3 separate regions of the Gossypium hirsutum genome follow, and all the other regions are linked to region 2. Evidence: chromatin contacts called from public Hi-C data. All regions are on one chromosome and are shown on one strand. The core of a region is the stretch at or near the end of the contact, and the rest is flanking DNA. Distances in the headings are between cores, read along the strand shown.

The links. Hi-C and Micro-C count contacts between places; a contact is called where the count stands out from the background.
Region 1: a Hi-C map of leaf shows a contact between it and region 2, with 3 times the contacts expected there. The contact joins the promoter of LOC107953116 here to the promoter of LOC107953154 in region 2. A contact is called at or near these places in 6 of 34 Hi-C or Micro-C datasets (callus and leaf).
Region 3: a contact with region 2 is called in a Hi-C map of leaf, with 1.7 times the contacts expected there. The contact joins the promoter of LOC121232203 here to the promoter of LOC107953154 in region 2. A contact is called at or near these places in 2 of 34 Hi-C or Micro-C datasets (callus and leaf).

Annotation. Positions count from the first base shown.
Region 1 is chrA07:21,487,781-21,490,525 of Gossypium_hirsutum_v2.1, reverse strand. It overlaps LOC107953116 (BEL1-like homeodomain protein 1), which reads right to left and starts at 1,423. Exons shown (of 4, transcript XM_016888341.2): 1 at 1-1,423. The coding sequence starts at 587.
Region 2 is chrA07:21,268,659-21,271,538 of Gossypium_hirsutum_v2.1, reverse strand. LOC107953154 reads right to left here and starts at 1,293. Exons shown (of 5, transcript XR_005930496.1): 1 at 965-1,293; 2 at 347-799; 3 at 1-262. LOC107956509 (apoptosis-inducing factor homolog A) reads right to left here. Exons shown (of 4, transcript XM_016892143.2): 4 at 2,745-2,880.
Region 3 is chrA07:21,056,652-21,059,586 of Gossypium_hirsutum_v2.1, reverse strand. LOC121232203 reads left to right here and starts at 1,608. Exons shown (of 2, transcript XM_041117749.1): 1 at 1,608-2,935. The coding sequence starts at 1,749. The coding sequence ends at 2,519. It also overlaps the pseudogene LOC107953165.

The DNA of each region.
Region 1 (2,745 bases), core at 174-2,673, 220 kb before region 2:
ATTTCATCAGCAGCTGCTGGTGACATAGTTGGAACTTGTCCTTGGATATGATCTGCTTCAACGTTACTTGAACTATAAGGAACTTGTTGGGATGATAGACTCAAGGACAAGCCTTGCCTTGGTGAAACCACTACCGGCCGCAACTGCGACGCAACATCATGGGGCCTGGCGGCCGAGTTATCTACCGCAGTCGACACAATCTGAGGATAGGTACTTGCTGATGAAGTCTGATGATCAATAGTTGAACTTGATCCCCATGAGTTATAGTGAACACCGGAGACTATACCATGAAGGGATGATGGACGGTGGGTCTCATTGGAATTGGCCGGTACGATCGAAGCGGTGGGTGTCGGAAGAGGGAGGCCAAGGAGGTGGTGATAGTTAGGTGGTGGCGTGTGGGGAAAGCTTGAAGGGTTTAGCGCGTTGCCGGCGGGGTTCAAGAATAACAGATTAGTGGCAGCAACTGGTTGGTTTGTGTCAGAGTAGGGTATATAGTTGGGGTTCATGAGATAGAGCGTTTGCATCCCATCAGGTGCAGCAACTGAAGCAGCTTGGAATTCTGAGCTCCCATGAGAGTACGTCGCCATATTGATTTGAAAGCCCTAAAAAAAAAAGACGCTGCAGTATACGGGAACTGCAAAATTCTTCTTGTTAAATAAAATCTCCAAAGAACTTGGCGAAGAGAAGACTAAAGCTTGACTTGAAGTCAAGAAATCAACCCATTTTGATGTTCAGTTCATGCTTTTTCTTAGCATAACGTGCAAAAGAAAGGGAAACCCACAGCAAAAATTAAAGAGAGAAGCTTAGCAATCCTGATCTGAAACTGTAACTTGGAAATAATTAAAAGAAGAAAATTGAGTGAATACTTTGGTAGAAGATGACAAAACAAGAGAGATATAAAATACTGAAGAAAGTTGTTTATGTATAGAAAGAGAAAGATAGGGAAAGATAAGGAAACAATTTTAAGGTATCGGGATAATAGATATGCTCATCAAAAAAAAAAAAAAAACTTCAACTTCTGAGAAAAATTAGAAAAGAAACGGGGGAACAGGGAAAAGAACCCATCAGATAAAAAGGAAACTAGTACAAAATTTGCAGTCCAATTATGGCAAGAAAACACAAGAGAAGGAGAGGATATGCATCTGACAACTCACACGTTTCTGTCTAAATGTCTGTCATGGAAGAAATCTTTTCAAGCTTTTGGTGGTTTTGATGACCTTGTCAGATTCAGACTCTTCGTTATTTTTCAGCCCTTTTCACTAAATATAACTCAAAGAAAGAGAAAGGTGAGAGATGAGGTTTCAAGATTGCAACTATGAAAGCAAAGAAAAAGAAAAAAAATGATACCCTCTAATATCAGGCTTTTGCTGGTTTGTAAATGGGGCTTTGAGGTTGAACTATTTAAAAGAAAAAAAATCACTGTTTGATACATTGTTTTTGCTTTTTGTACACTTACTTTTAATCTTATCTCCAATTAGGTGCGAGCAACAAGCTTTGCTAGGAACCAAATGAAAACTATAATCATAATCCAACTCAAAATGTTTCACATCTATATATAATCATTTTATTCATATCACGATAATGAATAAATATGATATCTGGCAAACAGTCTATGCAAATGAAGAGTGTGGTACTTACTGTGTATGTCTGTGAGGTTATAGGCTCGCAAGATCCTCACAAGTGTCTTTAGAATGCAATGTGATTTTTAGTCTGAGATATTATGGTTGGTAAATCGCAAAGTGTACTTAAAAAGATGTAAGTATTATTCAATATATGCAAGTCAACTAAGTATTCGTTATTAAATCTCAAATTTAAATCTCGGAACCCTTTACCCTTTATTTAAAAAATCCAACACATGCAACTGTATAATATGAGAAAGAAGAAAAAAGATGTTAAAAGAATGGGGCAGCTGAAAAACAAGGAAATATCAATTTCTAGAGAAGGCTTTAATAATAATGACCAACAATAGGAGTAAGAGTTAGAGAAGTGGCTCATCTCTTTGTTGGCTTTTTTAAAGCTTTGTCCAATTATATCTTTGTCTTTCATTTGCCTTTTCTTCTGTCCTTTATAATTTATATTTGTGGTAGCAATGTTATGCAAAGATCTAAATCACACAATTTATATTCCAACTTGTGTGAAGTTAAAATCTTTTTAACTTTTGATATCAAAATGAAATTTTACTAGTTAACCCTATCTCCAACCCTATTAATTACTCAACAGCATCTCAAAAAAAAAATCATTACATAAAATCAACCTTTATATTTATTGGCAACATTTTGGGTTCAAATTAAATAATGTGAATAAAAACAATGAAAGCTAACTATATATATATTTATCATGATTGTAAAACCACAATTGAATTGAAAATCATTTGGTTCGATGATTTAAATTTTAATAGTATTAACAGTTAGACCTAAATTTTGAAATTAGAAAAAGTAGAAGAATTAAATTCCTAGAAATGAAAATCTAAGTGCTAAATTTCAAAATTATTAAAAGCACATGAACTTTTGACATATTTCAATCTAATTAATTTTAATATTGTAAAACGATTACAGCTAACATAACTTCAACCTCGATCCAATTCATTTTATTTTTTCAACCACAGTAGTGACCTTAAGGCTTCCTTTAGGTCATTGGTAAGATTGATTAAGTGAGGATAAAAAAAATGATGGTGATAAGATTAGTTACTATAGCGGTGAGATTAAAATTAGTGGTGAAATATGTGTTTAGATTTCATTACAGTTG
Region 2 (2,880 bases), core at 44-2,543:
GGAGAATTCTCGGTCCGAAGTGGTCACAGACTTCTTTTACAAGAAGGTCGGGATCAATTACATTCAGACCACAAGCAAATTTACAAGAAATTATGGAAAATGAATCTACACCCTAAAATCAAAATTACAATATGGAGAATACTTTGTAACTATATGCCTAGTTTTAGTAATCTTCATTATCGCAGAAAGATGGCTTCCCTTATGTGTAGAAGGTGTCTAACAGGAGCTGAAACAAGGGAGCATATTTTCTGGGCATGTCCTCCTGCAAAAGATATATGGGAACATTTACATATGGCATGGGCTAGATTGGATGAGAATTCAGTATTTACAGATTAGTTGAAAATACCTTTGAGACTAGACCCATGGCTTTGTGTAGAATGATTGTCTGCGCTTTATAGGTGTTATGGATGGCTCGGAACAAATTCATTCATGATGGGGTAAACTAAACTGGCAGTCAGATTGCAAGTTTTGTGCAAGTATATTTAAAGGAACTTGATGATCTAAAAAGTGCTATACCTGGAAGACGGATCTGTGTTGACAGATGGTCTGCGCCGATGGATCCAGATTGAAAGTGAACTTTGACACAGCTTTCAACAACCACACCAAAGAGTCGTGCTCTGGGGTAGTGATTTGTAATAGTAAAGCAGAGATTATCTGTTGTAAAACGGAGATGAACTTGAACATACCGTCTGTTTTTTCTGCAGAAGCAGTAGCGTGTCTTCAGGTACTGAAGCTGAGGTTACAACTTGGGTTGAGGGAGATTGAGGTTGAAGGTGATTCTCGAACGATCATCAGGAAACTGCAAGAGAAAACGGATAGATCGAAAATTTCTGGGTATATCAAAGATGCTCAGTATCTCTGCTGTCAATTTAATCTTTGTGTTTTTCTTTTCACAAACAGGGAGGCTAACAGAGTTGCCCATTGTTTAGCAAAAGAAGGACTCAAGAAAAGAGAATCTACTTACCTGACAAATATGGTACCTCTTGGTGCGGTGGAGGCGATGGCTGAAGACAGGAGGAGGATGGAGGTCGTGGGTGAGGTTTGGGGAAGAAGAGATGAAGAAGTTGGAGAAAGTTTTCTGCAATTTTGATTTTGCTGAGAGTTCCAATGGGTTTTGATCTTTCAATGTACATCGGGGTATTGAAGAGGTTTTGATGGGATTGATATGAGGGTAATTAAGTTTTCTGATGACTTTTTGTTTCCCCATACGTTTCTTGTTTATTTTTTCAAAAGGGGTTTTAATTACTGGAGTACAGCTGGAGAAGACGTTTCTAGAGCTCCCCTTTTTTTTGCTGTTTGCTGGATCTTGGTTGTTGGGTTGTTTTTTCTTTTGGTGTTTGTTTTTGTTTTTTGGTTTTGGCTTTTGTGGGCTTTTCTTTGTTTATAAGTTTGGACTGGTCTTTTATGACCCATGTCATTTTGGTTTTACTTTTGAGTTGGTTTATTATAATAAAATCCAGCAAATTTTTCTTCAAAAAAAACATTGAATTATTCACTTCTACAGACAATAACTTTGCCGCAATCTCATCATCCATTTATCACATGGTATGAACATATACAAAAATTCCAAATCAAAATTAAGATATCTACATCTCATTAACACATAAGAACTAAAACGTCTCATATTGAACTAACCAATCAACCATGCAACTACTCCATTCATATATCCACACTTATAACATCATGCTTTGCATAAACCAAAATATTTCAATATCATGATCATGAATAAAGCATCATGCAACAAGAAAAAATTGAAAAGTTTGAAAAATTCTAAAGAATTAAACAACTTAACATACTCTCTCCCACACTTAAACTAAACATTGTTCTTAATGTTCACTACAACACCTCATTGAAAGAGCTCATCTCCACATGAATACTCAACTTATACCAATAGAATATCTAAATAGTCCACTGATAATTTCACATGAAACCCAATTTTTCAATTTATAAACTAGTAAGACACTACAAAAGATCCACAGAGCTTGGAAATGGTAGGCAAGAAGGAAAATCAATAAGACACTAAAAGAAAGAACAAAAAAATTCAAAAGACCCGCCTGATAATTTCACATGGAACCCAAATCTTTCGATTTCTTAGTCATTTGATGGGAAAACATTTTCTTGCTTTTAATTACCATTAATAATTTGTTTCATTTATATAACCTTTATTGACTCTTCCCCTCCTCCTCCTTCTCCTCCTCTTCTTCTTCTTTTGTTGTTACTGTTGTTTGTTTTTGCTTCCTTTTGTTCATTGATTTCCACTTCAAAAGAACCCCCTAAAAAAAAACTGAAAAAATGGGTTTTTATGTGGAATTATCAAGAGGTAGTTCTTTTGAAACTTTGTTCTTATTTTTATTTTCTCTCATTGGTCTTTTTTCTTGTTGACCATTTTAGGTTTTGTTTAATTCTTTCTCATTATTTTTTTTTGAAGTGGATTTAAAAAATTTTCTGCCTTTTTAGGGTCTCCGTTTTAGTTTTATCATTATGATACTCGTAAATGTCCACTCAACAAGAAAATGAAATGTAAATAAAAAAAAGTTAACCATCCAAATGGAATATGTTAGCTTTAGGATTAAAATCAAGCAATTTGAAAAATAGAAATATCAACTTGAGGCAAATACAATTAATAAATTAATTTCTTGCAAATCGAATAGTATTTGTACTATATCCTTATTATTGGATTAAGTTTAAAATCATAAATTTGAAGGATATACATTTCAAATTTCAAATTTTAAAATCAAAATTTTAGTTTCCCACCCACCTTGAATGCATTTCATTCAAAAGAAATTATACAGTGCTTGAAATTTATGAAAGTCGTTATTAACCACGTCTCGCAAACAAAGGAACTTCTTTATTCACCAATCTCAAAATAGCAACGAAGTG
Region 3 (2,935 bases), core at 359-2,858, 210 kb after region 2:
CACATTTTTCTGTGGGTCTGAGAGGGGACTATTTACAATGTATGTGAGGGGGTGACAGTAGGGATTTCTGTGTCAGTTGTGCGTGCGTTGCGTGCAAGTGCATGTAACTGACGTTGCGATAAGGTTCAACTTTTCGCTTCCTTTTTCCTTTGGTTAATGATAAATTTGGTCAGTAAGTTTGTTTGTTTTATTAAATTAATTTTAATTTAATTTTTGAGTTTTTTTATCATCAATTTTTTTAATATATTTTTCTAACACATTTAATAAAAGTATAGTTAAAAAGTTAATGAAGATGAGGTATAATTTTATATGTGAAATATTTGTAATGAAATATATTTTATTATTTAGATAATCTAATAAAATAATTATATAATAAAATAAAAAAATAAAATATTAAATTAAAAACAACTCTTAGTTTAAAGAAAATAAGTATAATTATCTAAAAGAATTAACTTAATAAAAAAACTTCTCATTAAACAACGTACGAAAGATTGAAATCTCTTACAAAAAAAGAAAAAATTGGAACTTTGAATTTATTCATTAAATCTATTAAAAAATAGATTAAAAAAATAAAGTTGATGGCCAAAAATATTCAAAAATATAATTAAGATCATTTTGAGAAAACATGCAAACATTAGTGACTAAATTTATCATTAAATCTTTTTCTTTTATGTTTTTACCGGTACACTCAAACCAATTTGTAATTTGATGTCTCCTTAAGCAGCTCAAAACATTTATTGATTTTAATTTTATTTTTAATGTATTATACACCTAGTTTTTGTTAATTTCATAAATAAAATTAAATTATAACACGCATGTAAAAATATATTTATAAAAATTAAATCAAACTTTAATTTAATCCATAAAATCCAGGGCTTTAGGATGTTAATGTTGGTACGTAGTCACCATTTATCCATTAAATTTGAGTTTACTTCAAATTGTTTTTAAAAATATATAAAAAAAGGTCTTAATATGATATATATTATCAAATAAAAATTCTTTTAATTAGTACTCGATGCACTCTTGACATTAATTCAATGAAAAAATTGAATATTGTTATCCCATTAGCCTAAAAGGGAAAAGGAGTAAAATTCAAATTAACCCAACTTCGAAGATAGCATGGAAAACTCTCTGAAAGCTTCCGATGGTGATGACGGTTCGCGGCTATCTGAAGATCGCAATGCCAAGAAAGTTAGGTTTAAAGATGTTTCCGATGGGGCTTCTGTGGACATGGCTGTGGACTTTGATCCACATTTGAATGCGGCAATGTCGTGGAAAGATAAACTTTTTGAGGCTGGTTCGTCTGGGACTAGTCAGGAAGTCGCGGGATTTGAGGGGGGAAGTGATGAAGATTTTATTCTGTTAGACGATGATATTATAAGGTCCACTATTAATGGCATTCCAACAATTGAGTTCTCTGATCGTGTTAAAGAAATCTTATATAAGGAGATAGAGATGACAGTAGTCTTAAGATTACTTGGCGAAATATCAGTTATAGTGTTCTTTTTAATCGAATCAGTAGCCTTTGGAGACCTATACAACCATTCCAATTAATGGGTATTGAGAATGTGTATTTTTTGGCTAAATTCCAAAACAAGGAGGATTATGACAATGTCCTTACACAGGGACCATGGATAAATTTTGGGCAATATTTGATAGTCCAGCCATGGACAAAAGATTTCTTTCCCCTTCAACCATACCCAGGTGTAGTTATGGCCTAGATCAGGTTATCTGGATTACCAGGGTTTATGTACAAAAGAAAGATTCTCGAAGCAATTGGAAGTCTGATCGGTAAGGTTGTAAAGTTTGATTTTAAGACCAATAATAGAACTAGGAACAGATTCGCTAGGATGGCTTTGTTTATCAACCTGGATAAACCTCTTATTTCTCAAATCTGTGTTAATAGAGAAATGCAACGGGTGGTTTATGAGGCCTTACCAACGGTTTGCTTTACCTGTGGAAAATACGGGCATGTGAAGGACTTGTGTTCCTTGTCAAAAGAAACATCGGACAAAGTCAGTGACAAAGTGGTGGCCGATGGTGATCCTAACAGTAAAAAGGACAAACCGGGGAAGATCTCTGAACCAGCTTTCAGACCGTGGATGTTGGTGGAGTGTAAATCCCGCCGAAGATCAGGGAATACTCGTGATTCTGGTGATATGGATGCTGGAAAAGGAAGGTTAGGCTCTCGATTTAATGCCCTTACCGTTGAAGGCGAGAAGACGGGTGGTGAAAAGGAGATGTTAACAGATTTAAGGGAACTAAATCTTCAAGCGGTGGAATCTGATGTGTCCATTCTTGATTCTAGAGAAGAAGAGTTTATTAAATCTTTGCCTTCCCCGCATATTAATAATGCTAAAAATTTGGACATTGGTTTAGGAGCTCAAAAGAAGACTTATGATTTGGACCTGGATTTGGAAGCCCAAACTAATATAACTATTTCAGAAGCTAAACGTATTGGGGAGGGAGCTCATTTGGGCTATGGTAATGACAGAATAAGGCTGAAAAGCCTCTATTAAATGATAGTACGTCGAATGGGTCTCTAGTTGGGCCATCGCCTAAAGAACACCTAAATAGATCACGTCAGCAGGCCTATCAATCTAAAGAAGTCCCTTCGATATCTATTGGTCCTATGAGTATGGGGACCACGGGCAATCACGCTAATGGAGCGGTGGAAAAGTCAAACAGGCCGTCGCCTCTTTTTATGGTCGTTAGTGACAAACAGGCCTCTCTTGTGTGGCCTAATACCGAAAAGACCTAGGTTTTTCCAAATCTTAATTGATTCCCGACTAATCAAGAACTTGGGGCTGTTTTGTTAAATGCAGGTAACTTTGAAAATGATTGTGACCCAAAATCGTAAGCTAGTAAATCGGGTGATATTAAGGCACACTTCAACCCAGCATTTGAAGGCCCAGTAAAAGTTGAGGTTCAGCTG